2 separate regions of the Capra hircus genome follow, and region 1 is linked to region 2. A link is a contact called in public Hi-C data. All regions are on one chromosome and are shown on one strand. Each heading gives the region's core, a stretch centred on a gene start, on an enhancer-like site or on the middle of the called end of the contact. The rest is flanking DNA. Distances are from core to core; before and after follow the strand shown. Region 1 holds the start of ENDOU (poly(U)-specific endoribonuclease). Region 2 has its middle 7.3 kb from the start of HDAC7.

What was found. A called contact is a pair of places that touch in the nucleus more often than the background predicts.
Region 1: a Hi-C map of liver shows a contact between it and region 2, with 4 times the contacts expected there. The contact joins the promoter of ENDOU here to the enhancer-like site in region 2. A contact is called at or near these places in 4 of 5 Hi-C or Micro-C datasets (blood and liver).

Annotation. Positions count from the first base shown.
Region 1 is chr5:32,130,478-32,135,046 of ARS1.2, forward strand. It overlaps ENDOU (poly(U)-specific endoribonuclease), which reads left to right and starts at 1,617. Exons shown (of 9, transcript XM_018047884.1): 1 at 1,617-1,802. The coding sequence starts at 1,748.
Region 2 is chr5:32,026,899-32,031,330 of ARS1.2, forward strand. No RefSeq gene overlaps it. Among named protein-coding and RNA genes, the nearest start is that of HDAC7, 7.3 kb to the right of the region's middle. Within about 2 kb of position 1,328, at least 3 of the 5 cell types and tissues checked have an H3K27ac peak or open chromatin away from gene starts, as enhancers often do.

The DNA.
Region 1 (4,569 bases), core at 367-2,866, 100 kb after region 2:
AATCCCTAAACTAATGTGTCTATGTCCCTGTGTTGCCAGTCCAGGGAGGGTGAGTACTTTGGCTGGCGAAGGCTTAGCTCCTGCTTTCTGATTGTGCAAACGACATTTATGCAAACAAAGGACGCCTACTCCCTTTAACCGGACTTCCTGGAGAGAAGGGCGAGGCTTACTCCTTACTGTGTTCCCGGTGCAAGTCCCTTACAAAGTGCCTGCTCCATTCCCAGGGGGCCACGGTTTGGTCTCATCTCCACACAGGGAGGTTTGGGGGATTCTCCTTAACTCACTGCAGCTGCCCACCACAGGGCATGGACAGGAAGCTTGAAAATTAGAATCTGAGAACTTAGGAGGGATCATTAACTATAACCCCGTCATTGTTTCAAAGATAGGAAAATTGAAGTTGAAAGAGAGGAAGTTTCCACTGTTAAAAAGCACTTGTTGAGGAGGCTGTGCTTGCCTTGACTCTACCCCAAGAAAAATTACTACAGTGTGGTCTCAACTGTGCATCAGTTTTGGCTTTTCCTATGAGACTTTCCTTTTTTGAGACAGCTGAGACTCTCCATGCAGGGCTCTTTCTGGAGAGGGCATTTCACTTAGAAGAGTTTACCTTTGTTGGCGGGGAGAGCGTGGAAGCTCTTCGTTGCTGCGTCTCTGCCCTTGGGCCTGGGATGATGGGAGTCCTGAGAGCCTTGTGTCTTGCGGGGTCGGTCCATGGGGGAGAGGAATGTAACAGGGATGAGGATGAAGGAGGAGGGGAAGGGTGGTCCTTCGGCAGCCTTTAAGAGGCCTCTTGCCCTCCCCAGCCTCATAAACCTGGAGCTTGGGAGAACCTAAAACAGGTAAAACCTGAGATGCTGACTCAGTAAGAGTAGAGGCCCATTTGCATATTTCAAGGATGAGGTATCTACGTGCAGCTTGATGTAGTAAGAGCCGCACTTGTTTCTGACCCGTGTCTCCTAGATCACTCCTTCCTGTGCCCCAAACCTTGCTTGGTGGTCGTGGCGTAATCGCTAAGTCGTGTCTGACTCTTGCGACCCCATGGACTGCAGCCTGCCAGGTTCCTCTGTCTATGGGATTCTCTAGGCAAGAATACTGGAGTGGGTTGCCATTTCCTTCTCCAGGGGATCTTTCCAACCCAGGAATCGAACCCAGGTCTCCTGCATTGCAGGCAGATTCTTTATCCACTGAGCTACGAGGGAAGCCCAAAGCTTGCTTAAGCACTTACTATTTGTCTAACGCATAATGATCTTTTCACTATAGTCCTCAAGCTGAGCACCTGGAGTTCAAAGATGGAGCCAGTCATAGCCCCTTGGAAGGTCAGGCCCTTGGCTTTCAGGTAGGTGGATGTTTAGAGGATATCACCCAGAGACAAGCCCATGAGTTCTCACCTGGACAGAGAACCCCCCCAAACTAGGCCTGAGTTGCTGTGCCTGCTTGCGTGGCCTATTTTCGAAGCTACGAACAGCTAGCATTACCTGTTCTAAACATCTGGAGTTACCTGCCTCCTTAGTCACCTTGCCTCTGGCTTCTAACAGGTGTCAGGCCCCACCTCCTCCCCACCTCCTTCCATCTGGGGTCCCTCCCTCCTCTTTTTTTCTTCCTGAAAGGATCTGGAGGCACCAGATCCACAAGGTCTGATGTCTTTAAAAGGACCAGCCTGGGCCAGAAGGCTCATTTGGGAACCGTGACATTCACGTGGACGCTAGTCAGAGCCCACCAGCCATCTCCTTCTGGCCTCCGACTGGACGCCATGAGGGCCTGTGTACCCCTGACAGTGGCCATGCTCTGCGGCCTGGCCTGGGCCGGTAAGTCACTGCTGGTGTGGATGACAGGGGTCCTGCAGAGAGCTGGGGCACCTGGGAGGGAGAGCGTGAGGGTCGTGAGATAAGGGAGGGCCAGCTCTGTCCAAAAGCCTTGGACCCCCTAGACCAGGCCTGGTCTGAGGCAGGCGTTGCCTCTGGAGTAGATGGGCTGTGTGAGGGGAGCTGCAGGACTGATGGGCCGGGGCACCTTGGAAGATGAGCCCCAAACAACCCTTAGTCCAGCTTGACTTGATTTCACCAAGGTTTTGTTTTCCAAGGCCACCATATGGTGTGAAGCTGGACTGTGACTGGCTGGGTTTGCGTGGCCTGGCCGCCCTTGGTCACTTCCTCTGCTACCTGGGTGAGGGGTGAGCTGTCTGGGTGGGACTTTTCCCTACGAAGCCCTAGTCGGTGGGCAGGCTCCAGGGGTAGAGCTCCCGACCAGGAGGCAGGCCACGTGGTCAGAGGACTCCGTCTCGTCCCTGGTGGAGGACCTAAAGTGGAGAAAGGTCCAGGCCCCCAGGTATTAGTGGTGCAGGGATGGGACCAGTGCTGAGGATGGGAACGTGTTCAGCAGGGGGCAGGCGCTGGTGCTGCCGTGTTAACTGGTGGTTACTGGGTGAGCAGGGAGAGTGCCAAGGGAGGAGACTGAGCTGAGGGGTGTTGGGGAAGCCTCCTCTGCCCAGAGGAGAAAGAATCCGAGCTTGATACCCATTGCACCCCACCAGGGTGTTCCTACACAGGACTGTCATAAGTATTAAATAAGACAATATATCAGAAGCACCCTACATGGAATGATGTCTCCAAGAATGGGTCTTTGATTATGATTGTGATTATAAATTGTCATTTAGTCACTCAGTCGTGCCTGACTCTTTGTGACCTCATGGACTGTAGGCCACCAGGCTCCTGTCTCCGTGGGATTTCTCAGGCAAGAATACCGGAGCCGGGTGCTGCTTCCTTCTCCGGGGGATCTTCCTGACCCAGGGATTGAACCTGAGTCTTCTGCACTGGCAGGCAGATTCTTTACCCCTGAGCCACCAGGGAAGCCCGTAATGTAAATACAGATAAGAGCATGTATATTTTACCTGTATTATAATATATTAATCATGTTAATATGATATAATAAATATTTATGCAAAATAATTTATATAAAGACAGACTTTAGTCTTGCCATCATTTCCCATGAGGTTTTGGGTAAGGAGACCACCAAAGAAACTAAATGAAAAGACTTCGGAGGGGGAAGTCATTTCCAGGCCTCGCCACTTGCTGGGATGCTCTACCTCCACTCCTGCACACGGGGCAGAGCAGCAAGGCCCGGGCGGTACAGAGCTCGTGGTAGAGAGGGAGGGAGGGTGTAGAGCTTCAGGGTTAGTGTGAAGCAGTGGCCGTGGGGTTGGGGCATCCCAGTCTCAGGAGATGAGAGCAACTGGAGACATTCGGTCCCTGGGGGGTATTCCTGAGGGCAGACGCAACAGTGGCTTCAGAAAGGCAAGGTGGAGCCCTTGCCCCTGGGGCCGGTGGTCTGATCCTGCTGCGGGAGTGATGGAGAAGTCAGGGTCCAGTGGGTGATGCCTCCTTCTTTCCTAAAGTGGGAGAAAGGGGCTCGGTTCCTGTCTGTCTTCTGCCAACATCTCAGAACTTAGATGCAAGTACGAATAGCATGGGAGCCAGTCTTAGGTCCTCAGTTATTTCAGGTGAATTGAGGCTGGGAGTGAATCATCTTGGTGGGCTAGGCCTCCATGGAAACAGCACCTGGGGCCCCCAGAGAAGCATGGATATAGGATTCCCTAAATATCAGAGGGGCGGAGCACTGTCATACAGGGGACACCCAGGCTTGGGACCAAGTTTCTTGATGGGCAGTACGGATGGGGGTGGGCATTCTGGCACATTTGCGTTTTGGAGTGTTTAGAGAAATTTAGCATTTCATGTAGGGATTGTTGGCCAGAGGTGGGGGTGGGGTGGGTGATAAGCTCTGTGAAGCTTTGTTGATAAGCTCTGTGAAGGTAAAGATAGGCCAAAATAGAGTACGAGAAAAAAAAAGAATTAGAGAGATGAGCAAGAGTGTTACTGGAGCAGTGATTCAGGTACCTGGCTGATGAGCGAGGTGTACACAGAGGGTTTGTGTGGATCGGAGCTGTGAGCTGGGAGCACTGGAGTAAGTAATCATGGTGACTAGTCCCCAGAGGGTCCCCAGAACAGATACAGCAGAGAGGCCTATGAGGAAAAGTCTCTCCCACCCCTTCCCCATCCCCTCACACCCCAAGGTCCTCTTAAAGCAGATGGTCAGGTTTACAAGGAAGTGTAAAGGATCTCTGGCTCGGGGTTTCCAGGGATGACAAAGCTCTTGAATAGAGATGAAAGAGTTCACTCAGCCAGGGCCAGTGCGGGGTGTCCTCCTGAGCTCTACAGAGCTGACCATTCACTTGCAGCCCTTCTCAACTGGCGCCAGCTGCTGGACTGGAGTGAATTCCTTCCTTGGACTCTGCTGATCTGGCCCATTTAAGAAGGTTGTCCTGATTTGTCTGAGTTCTCTCCCTTTGGATTCTGGGTGTACTGCCAGGCTAACTGAGCAGGCAGCTGACATAGCTTTCCTCCTGGGCTGAAAACTTCTCCTTAAGTTCTTTGCATGTGGGCTCCAAGGGAGCATCACTTAAGATTCAGGGGGCATTCCCCTGGGCTTGGAGGGACGAGTGGCCTTGACCCGGTCTTCTCTAGGGATGATTCACTGGCTCTGCCTTTCTGGCCACTTTGGAGGCCCTTTATGTGAAGT
Region 2 (4,432 bases), core at 78-2,577:
ATTCTACCAATGAGATCCTGTCTTCAGCTTAGGGCCAGGACTGGGGAGAGGAGAAGGTGACTATCATCTAGGGAGATGGCCCACTGCGACTCAGTCTCCCTGCTTCCCTGTCGACCAGGACTGGACCCAGGTCTAGCGATGGGTGCTTGAAAGCCAAGGTGGGATGCCGTCCTTCTACAGCAAATCAACCCTGGACGTTGACCTCACTGGCCTTCCCTTTCACTTCTTGAGCCTCTTCCCCAGCAAGGGACTAGAAGGGCTGAAGAAGAGGTTAAGCTGCCATCTCCTCTAAACCTGTGCAGCTCGATACCGTAGCCACTAGGCACCAGTGCTACTGAGCAACTAAAACACGGCTACAATGTACTGCAAGTAAAATACACACGGGGTTTCAAGGATTTAGTTTGAAAAAGAGCATGTAAAATGGTCTCTTTAATAATTCTGTGCTTTGATTGCATGCTGGAATGATGTTTTTATATATATTAGGTTGAATAAATATACGATTAAAATAGATGTCACCAGTGTATTTTTACTTTTTTAAAGATCAAGTTACAAATATGGTTCCCATTCTGTTACTATTGGGCCGTGCTGGTCTAGCCCCTCCCAGCAGGGAAAACACCAGGCTCTAGGCTGAGTGGCTCCACTGAGGGGTCATGACAGATGCAGACAGAGACCCACTGGAGATGCAGGCCAGCTGAAGTCCAACCAGATGTCACCAACCAGGCAGTGGCGCGTCTCCGCCAGGCAAGGCAGAGCGAAGCAGCATTTCCTGGATAACGACTTTCCTCCTGGACTTCACGAAGCCTCTGAGCTGGCACTTATTCTGCAGAGCTTGTTCCTGTGGACAAGTTACTCTAAGAGAATGGTCCCCCAGAGTTTTGGATCTCTCCCCACCTCAAGAGTTCTTGAGGAAGTTCTCCATCATTCCACTGGGGCCAGACCCTTCTGCAGGAGCCAGAAGCATCCTCCCACCCACTCGGGCTTTGGCTCAGCCCACGTGTGGGCTGGGAGGGGATGAGAGAGGAAGGTGGGCCTCTAGATACACCAGCTGGGCCACAGACATGGTTTATGTTCCATTTCTAATGCCTATCCTTCCTCTTGTCCCAGTGGCAGAAGAACAGAAAGGGAACAGGAGGTGGCTGGGGTTAGGGGGGTGGGAGGTAGGCACAACTCACTGGGCTGCCCTGCTCTGGCTCATCCTCCCATTGCCCAGGCCCCAGCCTTGCGGTAGGAGGGCACCAGCAGCTCCCACCCCACCCAGCCGAGAGGACTCCACCTCTCCCAGGTCCTGGCTGGGATCCGCAGGCCCCAGGCGAGTGGGGGGAGGGGAGTCACTCCTGCTTTCCCAGCAGCTGCTGCTGCCTCTTCCTGTTTTGCTAAAACTCTGGCTCTGGACCCAAGGAGGTGGGGGAAGTCAGTCGCCAGCAGCTCCCGCCCCCCCCACCCCCCCAACAAAGGTCAACCTTGTCCCCCTGGCCCTCTCAGCTGGTTATTTATAGCCCCCAGGCCCCGATTGAGGGGCTGGATCTCGCCTCCCTCAAATGTCAGCAGCTGTGGCCATTGCCCCAGGGATGCAGCCAGATGCTCAGCCCACTGCAGATGTGCAGTGCCAAGACAAGGGGGGAGGGCAGGCGAGGGCCTCTCTTCAGGCGGTGCGGGCATTCCCCGCAGCCTGGTTCAGGGTCCGTCCCCTCCTCAGCTCTGAGTCAGCAACACCTGAGAAGGGGTGTGGGGTGTGGGGGGAAGGTCCCCCACATGTTCTCCACTTCCACATTCCAGATCTGAGAATGGACAGCTAAGGAAAGACCCATTTGGATGTCTTTGCATAAATTAGGTCAGTGCTGATTTTGAGACTGACTGTTTAGGGGAAAAGTTCAACTGAGAAGGACGGAAGGGACAGGATGCTGTCTCCTATTAGTAACGTCAGCTCGGGCTTCATCCCTAACAGCTAGTGGACCACAGGCTCCGCACTACCTGGTCCCGTCAGTCTTCACAACAACCCGAATGTGGCAGGCACTTCATGCCCCAGTTTGCAGATGAGAAAACCAAGATATTCCACCCAAGCAGCCTGACTCCAGAGTCTCAGTTTTAATGACAGGACAACACAGGCTCCCTCAGCCGGTCCCCTGTGGGTTTTATTTAAATGGTTCATTGAAAGCTGCACGCAGAGAAGCCTGGAGCCCAGCCTCAGGGTCTGCCCAGGGGGAGAGTGGCTGTCTCCATGCCTCCTGTGCCCTCCTGCCCCTGCCACTCAGGCCAAGCTAGAATGAGGGAGGTGAGAGCAGGACCGGGGCGTCTAGAATCACCATTCCAGGCACAGAGTGGGCAGCACAGAGCAGAGCCACTGCCCTCACCCACAAGGACCTGATGGTCCATCAGTGCCCCTCCAGTGTGGAGCTCCCGTGACATGGGAACCCAGCATCCTCTGCAGCACTGGTGTTGTCGTCCCGCATCTGACAGGTTTCTCCATTTCAGGTTCTTTTCTTTGGCTGTATCCTGCTCCTGGAGATGATGAATTCACCAGGGATAAGGACTGTGGCTCCCTTTGCCTCTGTGCCCAAGAACCTGAGCCAGAGCAGATGCTCAAAAAATAACCAATTATACTTATTGAAAAGGAGTAGTAGTGGTGGTCACACGCGGGTGGATACTTCAAGGTCATAGCAAGGACACTCCCACTCACCCAGCTATATAGTTACCCTCACCCCCTTTCACCCACACCTTTTGCTGAAGCTCTTCTAGTGCACACAGGAGCCTAGTTCAAACCCACCCTAAAGACACGCCTGGGGAAGAAAGAGAAGTGTTCTTAGGCCAGGACTCCTCAAGGTCTTTGCTGGAGATTCCAGAGTCAGAGGTAAGTGCTCTCAAGAGGGACCATTAAGATAGGTAACAAGGTAGGATCCTGCCCTCCAGTCGATAGAGTCACTGGGGTAGAGAGGGCCCTGCTAGGCCATGTAACAAGGCCGAGCTCCCAAGCCCACCAGTGGGTGGACTGTAGCATCCCTGCAGGGGCCACTGGAGCGAGTAATTGTTAGCTGGCTGCAGAGAGGCATTTTGCAACTCAGACGAATTTCTTCTCGCTCATGATTAGGGTATGGCCCAGTGGCTGCCTCCCTGACCATAATCTCTGCTGGCACAGGCATCTCCAGGGCTGGGCGGTGCAGGCTGGGGAAGGAGCGCTGACCTAGAAGCTGGGACGCCTGACTTCTCTGCCTGCTCCCCACCACTGATTAACCATGACACCTCCGGCAAGGAGACTGGGTCCTCGGTTTCCTCAACTAGAAAGGAGTGGTTTGAATAGATCAGAGTATTCCAAACCTAAACACACCTTAGAATTACCTGGGGAGCTGCAGATTACTAGGTACCCCACACCCCCAGCACCCCAAAAGGTAGAGACTGTGAGAGGGCCCAGGAATCTGCTATTCACAGGTTCTTCTGCATGATTTTGATATAATGTCAGGTTTGGGAGATCCTACAAATTGGATAGTTTTACACACCGCTTGTGGCTCTTAGGAGCAAAGATTCTAGTAAATGGAACAGCCATAACAAGAGGTTTTGGTGCTGTGGGGTTTTATCAGAGGGCAAGTGATGGGTAGCTTATTTCATCATCAAGTACTATTTTTCTCAGTCTTGTTGAGATATAATTGACATTATAACACTGTATAAGGTATACTGCATAATGGTTTGACTCGTAGACATCATGAAATGTGTATTACAATAAGCTTAGTGAAAACGCATCAACTCATATGGACACAAAACCAAAGACAGGAAGAAAGATTTTTCCCTGTGATGAGAACTCAGGATTTACTCTCTTTAACAATTTCCTAGATATAAAGCGGTACTAATTATATTTATCATGTTGTACATTATCATTATATCCCTGGTACTTATTTATCTTATTACTGGAAGTTTGTGCCTTTTGACTCCATTGTGCCCGACTCTTTGTGACCCCTAGGACTGCAACCCGCCAGTCTCCTCTGTCCAGGGGATTTCTCTAGCAAGAATACTGGAGCGGGTTGCTGTTTGACTACCCTTCTCCAATTCCCCTGCCTCTAAGCCTCTGGTGACCACAAACCTCATCTCTTTCTTGAGGAATTTGTTTGTGTGTTTGTTTTGAAGCACAATTGACCTCCGACATTCTGTTAGTTTCTGTTACAAGACACAGTGACTGGTATTTCAGTATTTTGGTCATCCTTACTCTTTCTATTATTATTTCACGGCTGGCATTATTGTTAGGGAGGGACATGGCAGAGCCCTCTTCTATCTGTTTGTGTCACTAACAGGGCTCTGGCTTGGTGGGGGGGCTAGGAGGAGGGTGCTCGCTTACCTCCCAGCTGGAGCAGAATTGGGAGAGAAAGGAAGGGAGGAATGGGCCATCCCTGTAGGTGGGGCCTCTTGGCCAGGGGACTTTCTTTCTCTCCCTCCTGGGTGGAGTTTG